Regions from separate parts of the Mus musculus genome. Here all the other regions are linked to region 3. A link is a contact called in public HiChIP or PLAC-seq and Micro-C data. All regions are on one chromosome and are shown on one strand. The core of a region is the stretch at or near the end of the contact, and the rest is flanking DNA. Distances in the headings are between cores, read along the strand shown. Region 1 overlaps Gm4847 (predicted gene 4847). Region 2 holds the start of Mael (maelstrom spermatogenic transposon silencer). Region 3 holds the start of Pogk (pogo transposable element with KRAB domain). Region 4 overlaps Gpa33 (glycoprotein A33 (transmembrane)).

Evidence for each region. A called contact is a pair of places that touch in the nucleus more often than the background predicts. HiChIP or PLAC-seq counts read pairs in DNA pulled down with a chosen protein or histone mark.
Region 1: an H3K4me3 HiChIP or PLAC-seq map of bone marrow-derived macrophages shows a contact between it and region 3, with 3 times the contacts expected there. The contact joins the enhancer-like site here to the promoter of Pogk in region 3. A contact is called at or near these places in 4 of 39 promoter capture datasets (the HPC-7 cell line, cranial neural crest, embryonic stem cells and 1 more), 1 of 484 Hi-C or Micro-C datasets (bone marrow-derived macrophages) and 2 of 115 datasets of contacts at active chromatin or transcription factors (both in bone marrow-derived macrophages).
Region 2: a Micro-C map of embryonic stem cells shows a contact between it and region 3, with 4 times the contacts expected there. The contact joins the promoter of Mael here to the promoter of Pogk in region 3. A contact is called at or near these places in 12 of 39 promoter capture datasets (the 3T3-L1 cell line, 3T3-L1-derived adipocytes, cranial neural crest and 6 more), 3 of 484 Hi-C or Micro-C datasets (all in embryonic stem cells) and 3 of 9 other capture datasets (adipose tissue, liver and pancreatic islet).
Region 4: a contact with region 3 is called in an H3K27ac HiChIP or PLAC-seq map of embryonic stem cells, with 3 times the contacts expected there. The contact joins the enhancer-like site here to the promoter of Pogk in region 3. A contact is called at or near these places in 3 of 39 promoter capture datasets (the 3T3-L1 cell line, frontonasal cranial neural crest and stem cell-derived epiblast-like cells), 3 of 484 Hi-C or Micro-C datasets (all in embryonic stem cells), 6 of 115 datasets of contacts at active chromatin or transcription factors (craniofacial prominence, embryonic forebrain, embryonic stem cells and 3 more) and 2 of 9 other capture datasets (embryonic stem cells and liver).

Annotation. Positions count from the first base shown.
Region 1 is chr1:166,630,525-166,633,271 of GRCm38.p6, forward strand. Gm4847 (predicted gene 4847) reads right to left here. Exons shown (of 9, transcript NM_001164312.1): 8 at 2,136-2,211; 9 at 1-2. Among named protein-coding and RNA genes, the nearest start is that of Gm4847, 16 kb to the right of the region's middle. Within about 2 kb of position 1,462, at least 5 of the 459 cell types and tissues checked have an H3K27ac peak or open chromatin away from gene starts, as enhancers often do. A contact at or near this core is called in bone marrow-derived macrophages, where this site is marked.
Region 2 is chr1:166,237,332-166,240,266 of GRCm38.p6, forward strand. Mael (maelstrom spermatogenic transposon silencer) reads right to left here and starts at 1,413. Exons shown (of 12, transcript NM_175296.4): 1 at 1,204-1,413; 2 at 932-1,024. The coding sequence starts at 1,335.
Region 3 is chr1:166,408,457-166,411,399 of GRCm38.p6, forward strand. Pogk (pogo transposable element with KRAB domain) reads right to left here and starts at 1,372. Exons shown (of 6, transcript NM_175170.4): 1 at 1,251-1,372; 2 at 542-875; 3 at 1-76. The coding sequence starts at 560.
Region 4 is chr1:166,153,046-166,156,201 of GRCm38.p6, forward strand. All of the region lies in intron 3 of Gpa33 (glycoprotein A33 (transmembrane)), which reads left to right. Among named protein-coding and RNA genes, the nearest start is that of Gpa33, 24 kb to the left of the region's middle. Within about 2 kb of position 1,681, at least 34 of the 459 cell types and tissues checked have an H3K27ac peak or open chromatin away from gene starts, as enhancers often do. A contact at or near this core is called in embryonic stem cells, where this site is marked.

The DNA of each region.
Region 1 (2,747 bases), core at 212-2,711, 220 kb after region 3:
AGCTGGAGTGGGGATGGAAACACAACAAACATCAGACTTCAGTCCTGTCATCCCTGGGTTTCCAGTACAATTTTCTTTTATTTGCTTCTTTGCTGTTTTACACGTGTCAAATCTTAATTTAATAAACTTTCTTCAACTCCCTTAGGCACAATATGGTCTCTCAACACATGTTGTGAATCTCTGAGGGTTTTAAAGTTCCCACATACTCAGAAGAGTGACAAAAATATATAAAAAGGAATGACATCTTACATCTGGATTTCCCTTATACATTCAGAATCCAGATCCATCATGTGAATTAAACTACCAAGGAGTACATATAAGCCGTAGTATATGAAACTCCATTGCTTACTTCTTGATTCCAATCTACATAAACTATCTTCTCTAGATACTAATTCTGTATACAATTATTCCTTTTGGTTATTGGTATGTAAACATGTTACTAATTTTGTAAATTGTAAATACCTGAGAATAAAAGGCCCCTCTTCAAGACACCTACTAGTCCCAGTACTCAGGAGGCCAAGGAAAGAGAATTACAATAAGTTCAAGGTCAGCCTGGGCTATGAAATGAGTTCAAAGCTAGCTTAGGCTACGAAATGAAGCCCCATCTCAAAAAAAAAAAATATGCCAAACAAGAGACCACCTTGTCAAATTATCCCTGGGTAAAAGAAACACAAATAGACAGTGCCTTGACTTAAAATAAATAAATAAATAAAAACTTTTCACAATGTTGAGAGGAGATAAATTTGTATTATTTAAGATAAACATAAAAAGAGTGAATGAAAGTAGCCAAGTGAGGGAGAAATAAATGTATGCAGGCTAAGTAAGGCAGCAGTATGGCTCTTATCACCAAATTCATGGATGCAGGGGAGGAGTGGTCATCATTGATCTTACCCAGCTGTGAACCTTAGTGAAAGGCAATTCCAATCTGCCAGGCAAGCCTTGGTCACTGGTACCACAGCAGCAAGAATGATATGTGAGCAACCACCACCCTCTGATTGGATCTGAGGCCTGCTCCACAGGAGGAAATGCATGCCTCATCCTAGACACTCAGCCATAACTCCATGAGTGAAGAGTTTCAAGGCCATAGGAGAGTATTTACTAGTGTGTAGTTAAACTTGTGTGACTCCAAATTGCTTTCTAGATATTTGTGTTTATACTCTTACACAAATATTGCTACTCTCAGCCTTAATCCACAGTTTCTCTTTGTAATGGGTGGTGGTGAGTTCATGACTTGTGGGTCTGAGAACAGGCAATGGATAAGCACTCAACCCTAAGCAGGGTATTTGTATCACACACTTTAAGGCTTAGGAAATACCAAGGAGGACCAGAAGATAAACCAGATCTGCCAGAAGAGGAAGAGAAGGGCTGCAGGATGCTATTTTCTGGGTATGATGCACCCTTCTTTGTTCTGTTTTTAAAATTTTAAAACATTACCCAGGGTTACCTAAGAGAACGTTCATGCAAGTATATGATCTATTTTAAGCTTATGACCCCTGACTTCCCTACACTTCCTCTCTCACGCCATTGTTCCCTTTAGTTACACAGATTGTTTTGTTCCTATTTCCATGTCACCAACACATATGATTTTATGTATCTGTACTGTCTGGGACAACAAATGAGGGAAAAATACAATACAACTACCCTTTTCATTTATATCTATACTCTTGCAAGTGGCATACCTTATTCTTGTTTAGGACTAAAAACTCCATTGTGAACAAAATACACATTTTAACTCTATTTCCGTGGATGCCTACATCTTGTCTCTAACCTAGCTACTGTGACTAGGGATTGCAATACATGCTAATGTCCAGTTTGACTCTGTGATGCCTGGAGTTTTTGGGTAAATGCTGAGAAGTGGTATATCTGGTAGGTACAAGTTAAGGTTTTAAAAAAACTCTATTCTTATTTCCACAGTGAGTTTACCTTCTACTCATCATGTAGACTTGGTGTTCTGTGGTTATTTAACTCATAATGTCAGATTTAGGTTCCACAGTCAGCTCCATGTGAAAAATGATGTCACTGAACTAAAATTATCATATTAGGGCTCATTTAGTTGCAAACTATATAAAGAGTAAAATCAAATATCCCCCTCTGAACATGTTTCATTTACTTTAACAGAAAAGTAGGCTCCTTACCCTTTGGCCATTATTTGATGATTCTTTCTGTTGATGTCGGCTATCATGGCTCTCCTTGAGGGCAACTTTTTTATTCCTGAGAAAACAATATATAAACATTGAAAGGTTGACAGGAGGACCAAGGTACACACATAAACAAAAATAAAGGTTTTGAAATAGAATGAAATTGTCAGACCTCTATAAAATTAATAATCAAAACCTCATGTTTAAGGAGCTCCAAAGGAAGAGAATTTCTTTTACACCGTCATGCCCAGGATGTCACTTACGTTACCTAGCTTTCCTTTAAGATAAAAAGTGTTTAAACTTTTCTTAGTTTAAATGTACACTCAACATCCCTGAATACTATGAATGCCTTTGAGGTGTTTTTTATTGTCTTTCAAAGATCCTTAACCTAACCTGGGACGTGACTCAAGGTCTCATGTATAAGAACATTGCCTAGCATTGAGCTTACATCCCAAATGCATTTTTTCTGTGTGTTGAGTTAAGAGAAGATCTCTTAGTTTTTATTGTGCTTTCTGAAAGTACATACTGATGGAAGAGCACCCTGCACTTTGACAACTACATTTTGAAAGGAGATCAAGTAATTGCACACAGAAATTCTGCATGTATGAA
Region 2 (2,935 bases), core at 163-2,662, 170 kb before region 3:
AAATTACAAAAGGTTGTGCCTCCAACTATCACAACTCAAGCACGTACAATATACTTAAGTTTTGTGGAGAATTTTTTCTTCAAATTTTCATTCCCCCCCCCCCCCCCCCCCGTGTGTGTGCTTGGCTGCATGTATGTGTGTCACGTGTGTGTGCGCAGCACCAGTGGAAGCCAGAGGAGGGCATCAGAACCCTTGGGAACTGGAGTTACAGATGGCTGTGAGTCACCATGTGGGTGCACCGACTCAAATCTGGAACTTTTGGAAGAGTAGCCAGAGCTTTTAGCCAGTGAGCCATCACTAGTCCCTTAAGGAGATATGTTTTATAGAAAAATCTGATAAGAGCAATCAAAGCTCACAAGCACAGATCCTCAAAAATCCACCTGACTTAAGACATCAACTTAAAATGTAAATCTACCTACCATATTTACAAATAACTTGCCACAATTTTGAATTTCAATCCAATGTCACAAATTTAAGAATGAAATTTCGGTATGTACAAACAGAAAAGCAGCATAAGGGAGAAGAAAAAGACTTCTTTATTGACCTTGTAGATACTGACTTAGTAGTCTACTATCCCAATACTCTGGAATTTGCTTAACTATTTGGGGGGGGGGGGGGTTCTGTAGGATCTACAAATGTTAACCCAGGTCTTCACGTCTTGTTATTACAATATTTAAAGAACTGTTAACAAGCTTGTTTCTAGGAACCATTTAAATAAAAGCCTACGCTTTTTAAAAATTATTATTACAGCTGTCTAACCGGTAAGAACTGAAAGGCAGTCGGGGAGCCGTTTAGTGCAAACCCTGACCCCCAACCCCAAACCTGCCTTTCCCCTGGGGCTTCTGCACTATCTGGAAACTTCCCGAAGGTTCCTCGGGCTCCACCGTGGCTGGAGTCCAAGGGTGGGCGGGCGAGAGGTGGCTGCCCTTACCTGCTTCTCTGAAGGCCCAGAATCCTTTCCCTGGGCTGCTCTCCACTCTCGAGCCATTTCTGAGTATTTCTCCTTCTCATCCTCCCTCAAGAGCTTGGGGAGAAGAGGGATACAAGAGAGGCGAGCTGTGAGGGTGAGGCGTCCGATCCACACCCCGGTTCTGGAAGGTTCTGTCGGTTGGTCCTGCCCTTGGGCTGTGTCCCCTCCACGGGCTCCCCCCAGGCTGGGTTCCCACCGCGCCCTCCCCGCTGCCCAACTGCCCGCTGCCTCACCGCCCAGTCGGCCGAGCAGTAGGGGATGGCGTCTGCCACGCGGGCCACCGGCAGGCCTCGCCGGCGCAGTTCGGGAATCTTCTCCTGTACGAAGAAATAGTAGGCATTGCGGCTGGCCCTGCGGTTGGGCATGGCGTCGTCGGGCCTCGACGCCCTCCAGAGACGCAGCAAGCAGCCGGCGCCCTTGCCGGGCTCCCGCCCTTAGTAACCGAGCTCGGAGCCTGCGCGCGCTTCAGCCCGGCACTTGGCCAATCAGGGTGCAGCGCGCAGCCGCATTGGGCCCCCTGCTGTGGGGGTGAAAACAGCCTGAAACTGGATTCCACCTCGTGCGTGAGGGGGCGGAGGGGGCGGGAGGGAGGAGGAGCGAGGCGCAGGTGGGGAGAGCACTGTGATTGGCTGACTCGCTTGCCCGGTAGGCGGGGATTGTCACGTGGTAGGCCTGGTACTTTTATTATTATTTTTTCCCTGTACATTGTTGCTTGATGTACCCCGTTAGTAGGAAGAGGACTCGCAGGTGCTTTCGGTTCCTGGGTGTTTCACATTCCCGAACTAGCGAGCTTGTGTAAAGCACTGAGAGGGAAAAGGTGGGGACAGGAGGGTGTTTTCAAGACGACGACAAACAACAACAACAACCACAACATATTTGAAAACTTCTGTTTCACAAAACATCCATGAATAAAGTTTTATAGGCTTTCTTATAAGGTCTGGGTAATTTGGGGAGGGGTCAGTTTTATTAGTAGGTATCATTTTTCGAAGTTATTGTGAAATGCTTTTCTCATCTACTTGGTTACTGCTGACTCAAGGTTGAGCCTGTGTATTTAGTAATAGTGAGTTCTCATACTGGTTCAAACTGTGCTGCTTGATCTTGCCTGGGTTTTCTCATTGCACTTCCCAACTACATTCCTTTGTGTATTCGAGTTACTTAATTTGTGTATAAGTAGAGTTGAAAATTCATTTAAAATTTTTATCTTTTCAGATAACTTGATCATCTTTTCTCTCTGTCACTGACAGATAATCAGCCAGATTAGACCAGATTAAAAGTAGATAATGGCAGGTTTATTTGGAGGCAGCTCTCTGGTGGGTTCATCGGATTTCACAGGTCAAGGTCAGCAAGGTCACATATCCAGGCAAAAACAAGGGTTAGTTTTTTTGTTTGTTTGGTTGGTTGGTTTTTTAATGGGTCTTGGGCATGGGGTGATGACATGTGAGTTAGGAGCTGGTATTTGCCCTTACATGGTCAAAAAGTGAGCCCCTGAGCAGGCACTCATGGGTGGGTTGCTGGAACACTGAGTAGTGAGGTGTTTTTTCTTTGTAGGTGGAGTTGGTGGAAGGGGAATAAACAGGGTTTTCCAGCTTGTGAAGAGACTGAACAGGAGTCCCAGCCTAGCAATGACCTCAGTTTTAATTGTTTGCTAGTAATGTTGCTAAATTTTTCTGGTATTGAACCAGTCAACATTTATAGTATACACTCTTCTTGATCATGAATCGTCGCTGACACTTGAAGTGTTGCTGACACTTTAAAAACGTTTTTCTGTCTTAGTAGATAATGGATTGTTTTTGTGGTGCTTCCTTTAGGGATCAGAGGAAGTTCTGAGTGAGTAGCGTCCCGAAAGAATGTGCTTTTGTTGACGTGGGCAGGACCATGACCCAAAACATACCAGTGAGAAACTGGCAAAGTTGTTACCTATATGGGCCAGGCGCCAGAGAAATGATAAAGCTTTCCTGGAGAGTA
Region 3 (2,943 bases), core at 122-2,621:
TCTTGGATCTCAACCTCTTCCTCCTTTTGCTCTTCTTTCAGGGTCAAATTCAGAGGGTAGGCCCGGGACTCCATTTCTGCATTCAAGAGTTAGCAGACAATCAGGTGTCAGTGGGAACTAGTCTGTGAGAGGGCGGCTCAGGCACACACACACACACACACACAAACCTGTTTAGGTCAAAGCACTGTCTGCTTCCAGCTGGAAGGAAGGGGTTCAGAAAGGTGGCTGGCTTATTTAATTATTACAGAGGCTGAGGGCAGATAATTTATCTGGCTAACTTCAAATATTTAAAGAGCCCCCTGTGGCACGGAGACCAGAGTAGTTTTCACAGAGCCTCTGTGCAGAAGGGCAGAACTTAGAACAGTGGGTAAATATCCCGGGAAGAGGTTTCAAACAGCTCAGTGATGGGCAGAAGTTCCCACTGCCAGGACTGTTTGAGCACGGAATCAGGACCAGAGGAGGGCGGTGCTGATTTGCTACCACATCAAAGTATCTCAGCCTAGATAGGAAATTTAAATAGTTAGCCCAAAATAGTTATCACCTGGGTTTTCCAGATTCATAGGCGCTGTCCACAAGCTACTTCAGAAACTTAACAGTTTTTCTGCCTCAAAGGACCTCCCAAAGCCAAGTCCATGATGCAGAGAGGGGCGTGCCTGGGTGGCAGAGGCCAACCCAAACCTGGCTGGACTTCTCCTCGCCTCTGGGTCGCAAATCCTCTCTATTCGAAGCCTCCTCAGGCTGGTACAAAGAGGTTCCCCAGAAGAGACTGCGGGCAGCTGCTGGGTATGCAGAGAGTGTGCATCTGTGAGCTCCATTTCCCGGGACTTCCCAAGCAAGGATCTTCCCGGAGTTCAGAGTCAGCTTCTTCAATGTTTCTGGGGTGGGTGGAGGCATGGGGAGGTAGGAACACTCGTGAGGTCACAGGAGTCCCGGGACCTGAACTTGGCCGCGGCCTGTGCCCAGCTGCGGGGCGGGTGGTGGGAGGGGCCGGCACGAAGGTGCTCGCCGCCGCCCTTGCCCGCTCCAGCCATCTTGTCCAACCCTCTCCCGCCACCCCCGCCCACCACTAAGGTCCTCGGTCCACCTGCGGGGCGGCGACAGCCCACGCCGCCTACCTCCCCGGCCGGCCCGCAACAAAGGCGGCGGCGGAGGCGACACTGCCACCGGCGGCCCCCGCCCCACCGTGGCCCAGCCTCCTCCGCCGGCCTCGAGGACGAGCCGCCCGGATCCCGCAGCCCGCGCGCACTCACCCCGGCCGAGCGGGCGGCGTCGCCGCAAAGGGCGACGAAGGCTGTGGCCCGGCATTCACCGCGCCATCGTCTCCACCGCTCCCGCCGCCCCAGCGCGGCCCCTCGGGAGGGAGCGAGGACACGTGGTGGGAGGGGAGGGGTGGGCGGAGCCCAGGGTGTTAGGGGCGGGCTAGGGGCGGTGACGTCAGCAGGTCTCGGCGGCGCTTCCGGCGACCTCGGTGCTTCGAGCCGCGTTAGCCCGGTGGCTGGCTCACTTGCGGCCGCCGAGGTGGGCATTTGCTCGGAGGAACACCGCAGCCTTTCCGCTCAGGCATCCAGAAATGCTCTGTGCGCGGAGGGGTGACCGGGCTCATCGTTCTTGTTCTGTCCAGAACGCTGATCCAAGCATACCAAGAAGCGAACTTGAAGATTTTTGTAGTATTGCCCTTTAACTCCCAAGCATGTAGTTTCCTGGGCGTAGTAGGTGTGAAGAAGTTTTTTCGAGTTGTTTGCCCACAGCTCTGTGGAGAATATAGCAACCATGTTCCAGGAGACCTCGAAAATCTTCTTATTTCAGAAAAAGATTCTACAGTCGGAGATCTGTTTGGACCTTGTTTAAACAAACACCACACACACACACACACACACACACACACACACACACACACACACACACACTTCATACTTATTGAAAATACTAAAAGATTGAGTTCAACTTGGGGGTTGGTGATTTATAGCCAAGGAGAGGAAGGGGTGTGGATGTCAAGAGTGTGGATAATTACTAAGAGGAATTATCAAAGATTGAGGGATTCTTGCTAAACCCACTAAACTGGATTCTGGTTGAAAGCAGACCAGGGTGATCAGATAACAAATGTGCTAAACTGACTTAGGATTCTTGCTTAAATAAGGCTGGGCAAGCAGAGGTGGGGGTGGGGAGCACGGCAGCAGAGGCAGCTCAGGAGAGGGTTCAAGAGCCTGTGGTTAAGAAAAGAATCGTTTTTAAAAATCAAAATATTATTTTAAGTAATATGTGCATGGGTATGTGCTTATGCCTGAAGGCTAGAGTCATGGGATACCACTGTGTTGGAGTTACAGGTAGCTGTGAGCTGCCTGATCGGGGTGCTGGAAACTAAGCTCTGATCCTCTTCAAGAGCAGTGCACTTAACACCCGAGCTGCCTTTACAGCCCCCAGGAGAAGCTGTTGTTAAACATTTTACTTTAAACTTATTGCTTCTGTTCACTAATGTGTGTGTAAGCACAAATGCCAAGGCATAGATGAGCTGTGCTTTTTAATACATATAGTACGACACAGAAGACTCACTCTTGAAATGTTGTTATGGCTGACAAGAGCAAAGAGCAATGATGGCTTAATCACTGCACAGAGATTATTGATATATTGAAAGAGAAGGTTAGGATTCCTTTGTTGTTTTAATGGATAGCTCTTTTGATGTATATATTTATTTATTTTTTTAAGAATCAGGAATGGTGGCTTAAATTAATTGATATTCTCATTTTTAACTTTGCTGAGGGAAATGGCAGTTTCCATTGCAAAAGTGAGAAGGTTGTCAGGAAGAGAGCAGAGGGTGCTGGGCCATTGTTGACACCTTCTCTCAAAGGTGAACATGTGTTCCGAAGTAAGAAAAAAAGCAATGCTAAGTTTTAGTCTTTGAGAGTCATACACACACACACACACACACACACACACACACGTATG
Region 4 (3,156 bases), core at 431-2,930, 260 kb before region 3:
GGGTTCTCATCTTGTGTGGCACTCACAGGGCCAATCGTGACCCCCATAGGTGACTCTTTCCCTGCTCTCAACTCTGTTCCACACCAGTTTTTCCACCCTTCCTCTAACAAAGGCACAGTCGCCAACCAATGGGAAGTATGTCCCAGGATAGCATCCTTTTCACAGGAGAATTTGTTGGAATTTATAGTTTTGGAGAGGCGAGGAAACTCATCTGCTTTAATTTCTGAGTAGGTGAGGCCCACAGGAAGTAATTGCCTCAAACCAGTTACTGGGATTGCTTTAATGAGAATCTAGTCTATGTGCAGTGTGAGCAAGGCCCCACTTCTGGGAGGTAGCATCTCTGTGCATCAAAACAGAGGATCCTTTTTCCTCTTTTTCCTTTACACTACTTGGCAGAAGCTCTTTTAAATTGTATGTGGTAGTTGTTGGACTCATAGAAAGCCTTATAGCGTGTCAGACTACACTGCGGTTATCAACTAATGCTGCCTAAAGAATAGGCAAGACCTCTTCCACCCCGCCACCATGTGGCAACCAGTGGTAATGCAGGCAGGCGTCTTAGACTTCGCCCGGCGTTCTCCCAACGCACACCACACACTCAGACACTTTGCTCTTTCCTGTGAAGACGTGAGATATTATAAAGCACTTAGCAAGTTGCTTCTTGACAGCGCACCGTGAACACCTCAGGTTTCAACGCTTTTTTTTAGCTCTTGTTTGAACAAGCAATACTACAATATACCCCTTTATCTCACTTTGTGTAGAGGTATGAATAAAAATCATAAGTTATATATACATATGAGGATTATATATACACAGACTTGTATAACATTTGGGTTCTTTAAATACCTGGCCTGCCTTTTTTGACAGAGGATTTCAAACAAATGGCAAGAATCGGTGTAAATCTGAAACCTGATTCTGCTGGTCCTCCAACCAAACTCCGGCCCGTACATCAAGGACCACCTACTTTTAAAGACAATCAGATTAACCCGAAGAGTTAAGGCTACACGTTTAATATGAGAGTATGGAATTCGTTGAAACTAACCTCTTGCTTTAAAAAAAATTACATGTTAATAAACCCAGCAATATTCTTTGTGAAAAGTTTTCTTTCTCGGTGTCTATATAACTAGATAATTTTTACAAGAGAATGACTTTAATTATACGGGGCGGCTCATTCTGGGGAGGCTAGCAGGAAACTCCGACCTTAGCCCCGGGGAGCTAGCCTTGTCTAGCTCACCTGCAGGAAGCCCCTAAGTCAGAAGACTCAGCAGCCTGTGCGGCAGGTGTTAAATCCTTGTCCTGGCCTCTGGCGCCCCCTGACGTCTTCAAAGGGAACAGACGGCATCTGAGAGGCTTTGAAGCCTAACACATCCCCTCCCACCCTCCATGGCCTCTCCCTCAGTAATTACTCAGGTAACCTTCTGTTTGTAAAACAGGCCACGTGAGAACAAGACCCTCTCCCTTGTGAGTTTCTGCTCCCTCGCCAGTCCTCTTGGCTCCCGCCCGCGGGCTCTTTAAACTAGATCTAACTCGAGATCCCGGCTGTTTGTGATTGGGGCGCTGAAGATCTGGAGAGAGAGGGCCCGGGTGTGCCTGGCACAGGGCCCGCAGGAAGTTTAGAGCCTGTGGTCAAGGGCCTGGAGCGAAAGATCTCGACTCAGTCCTCTTGAAAGCATATCTCTCTTGCTGGCCATCACCCTGGCGGGCAGTTTCTGGAGTTCCTGTTCAGACCACACCCAAGGAGTGGATGAAGCAGGTGCTAGTTTTCCAAACAGGCGCCTTTGCCTTTTACGCCTCAGCAGTTGGTCTCTGGCACTTTCCTTCCCACTTCTGTCTGTATCCGACAACTCCACCCCGCCCCGACCAACCAACCAACCAACCAACCAACCAACCAACCAACCAACCAAAAACTAGCTTGGGGGGTGGGTGGTGTCCCTCTGCTATTCCACCACTTAGTCTAATGAGTGTATGGGAGTTTGCCGCTGCGCCTCCTGCTAAAGGCATGCCTGAGAGTGAGGTTGGCTAGGTAAGGGCCCTGCAAGGTTCTGGTGTGCGGCCCAGGAGGGAGAGAGAACCACAGCAGGAAGGAATGCTCAGAGGGTAGGTTCGCCTCCCCTTCACCGCCAGTCTCAGGTCTGCTAACTCCCGGGCGGGCGGGCAGGATGCTGCAGGAGCCTAAGTAGCCAACCTCTGGCAGGTGTTCTGCTCACCTGCTCCTGCAGGCTGGCCTTTGATCCTCAGGAGCTAGGGTTTTGTTTGGCGATTCGGGAGTGCCTCTAATGTGTCCCCGTGGTTGGTGGTTACCATCCGCCCCATACCTGGCTGGCCCAGCTGTGTCAGCAGATGCAAGGCACTCTTAATAATAGCCTGCTTATTTCCAAGAAGAAATTATGCAGCTGCTGGAGTGGAAGAGAGGAGTCGGGGACAATTCCTCTGACAACTTCCAGGTGGGTTAAGACTGGCATTAACCCTCAAGATGGGTGACCATGTGCCTGAACTGGGCATGCAAGCCATCCAAAATGGCATGTGACAAAGGTAGAAGGGTCGGAGGACCTCAGAGACAACTTCCTCCACCAAGTGCTCTCCCTTCCTCGCCCCTAACGATGCTTCCTGGAGTCTCATGGATTCTTCCTGCTTCTTGCCTCTGAGCCTTTGCACATGTTGTTCCTCTGTTCGGCATGCTTGTCTCTGCTCTAATTCCTGTCACCTCCTTCACCATGGTGACCTTCAGGCCACAGCCCAGAATTATGCATTGGGTCATGGTTCTCTGGCCCAGAAGTCCCATCTCCTGCTCTGCCATTGTTTCGTTGTCTTCTGTACCCCCACTAGATTCCTTGACTGACTCAGAGTGCCACCATAGTACCCAGAACTGTTAGGCAGAACCTAATAACGTCTACAGAGCCACCCACTCCACCCAACGTGACATTGACAAGGTTGAGGAAAAGTCACAGGCTTGGAGTCTCAAGAAGCTAGTGCGGATGCTTTGCAGTGGCTGCTGGGATTTATAAACCCCTGCCTTTGGTATTCCTTGGTCACCTCTGCCCACTCCCATGTCTTCAGTCACATTCTTCACCCAGTGGGGAAGCTCTGCACTACCTGGGGTCCCGTTGATTGCATTTTTAATAAAATAAATAATAAAAGAAAATTAACTATAAATTATAA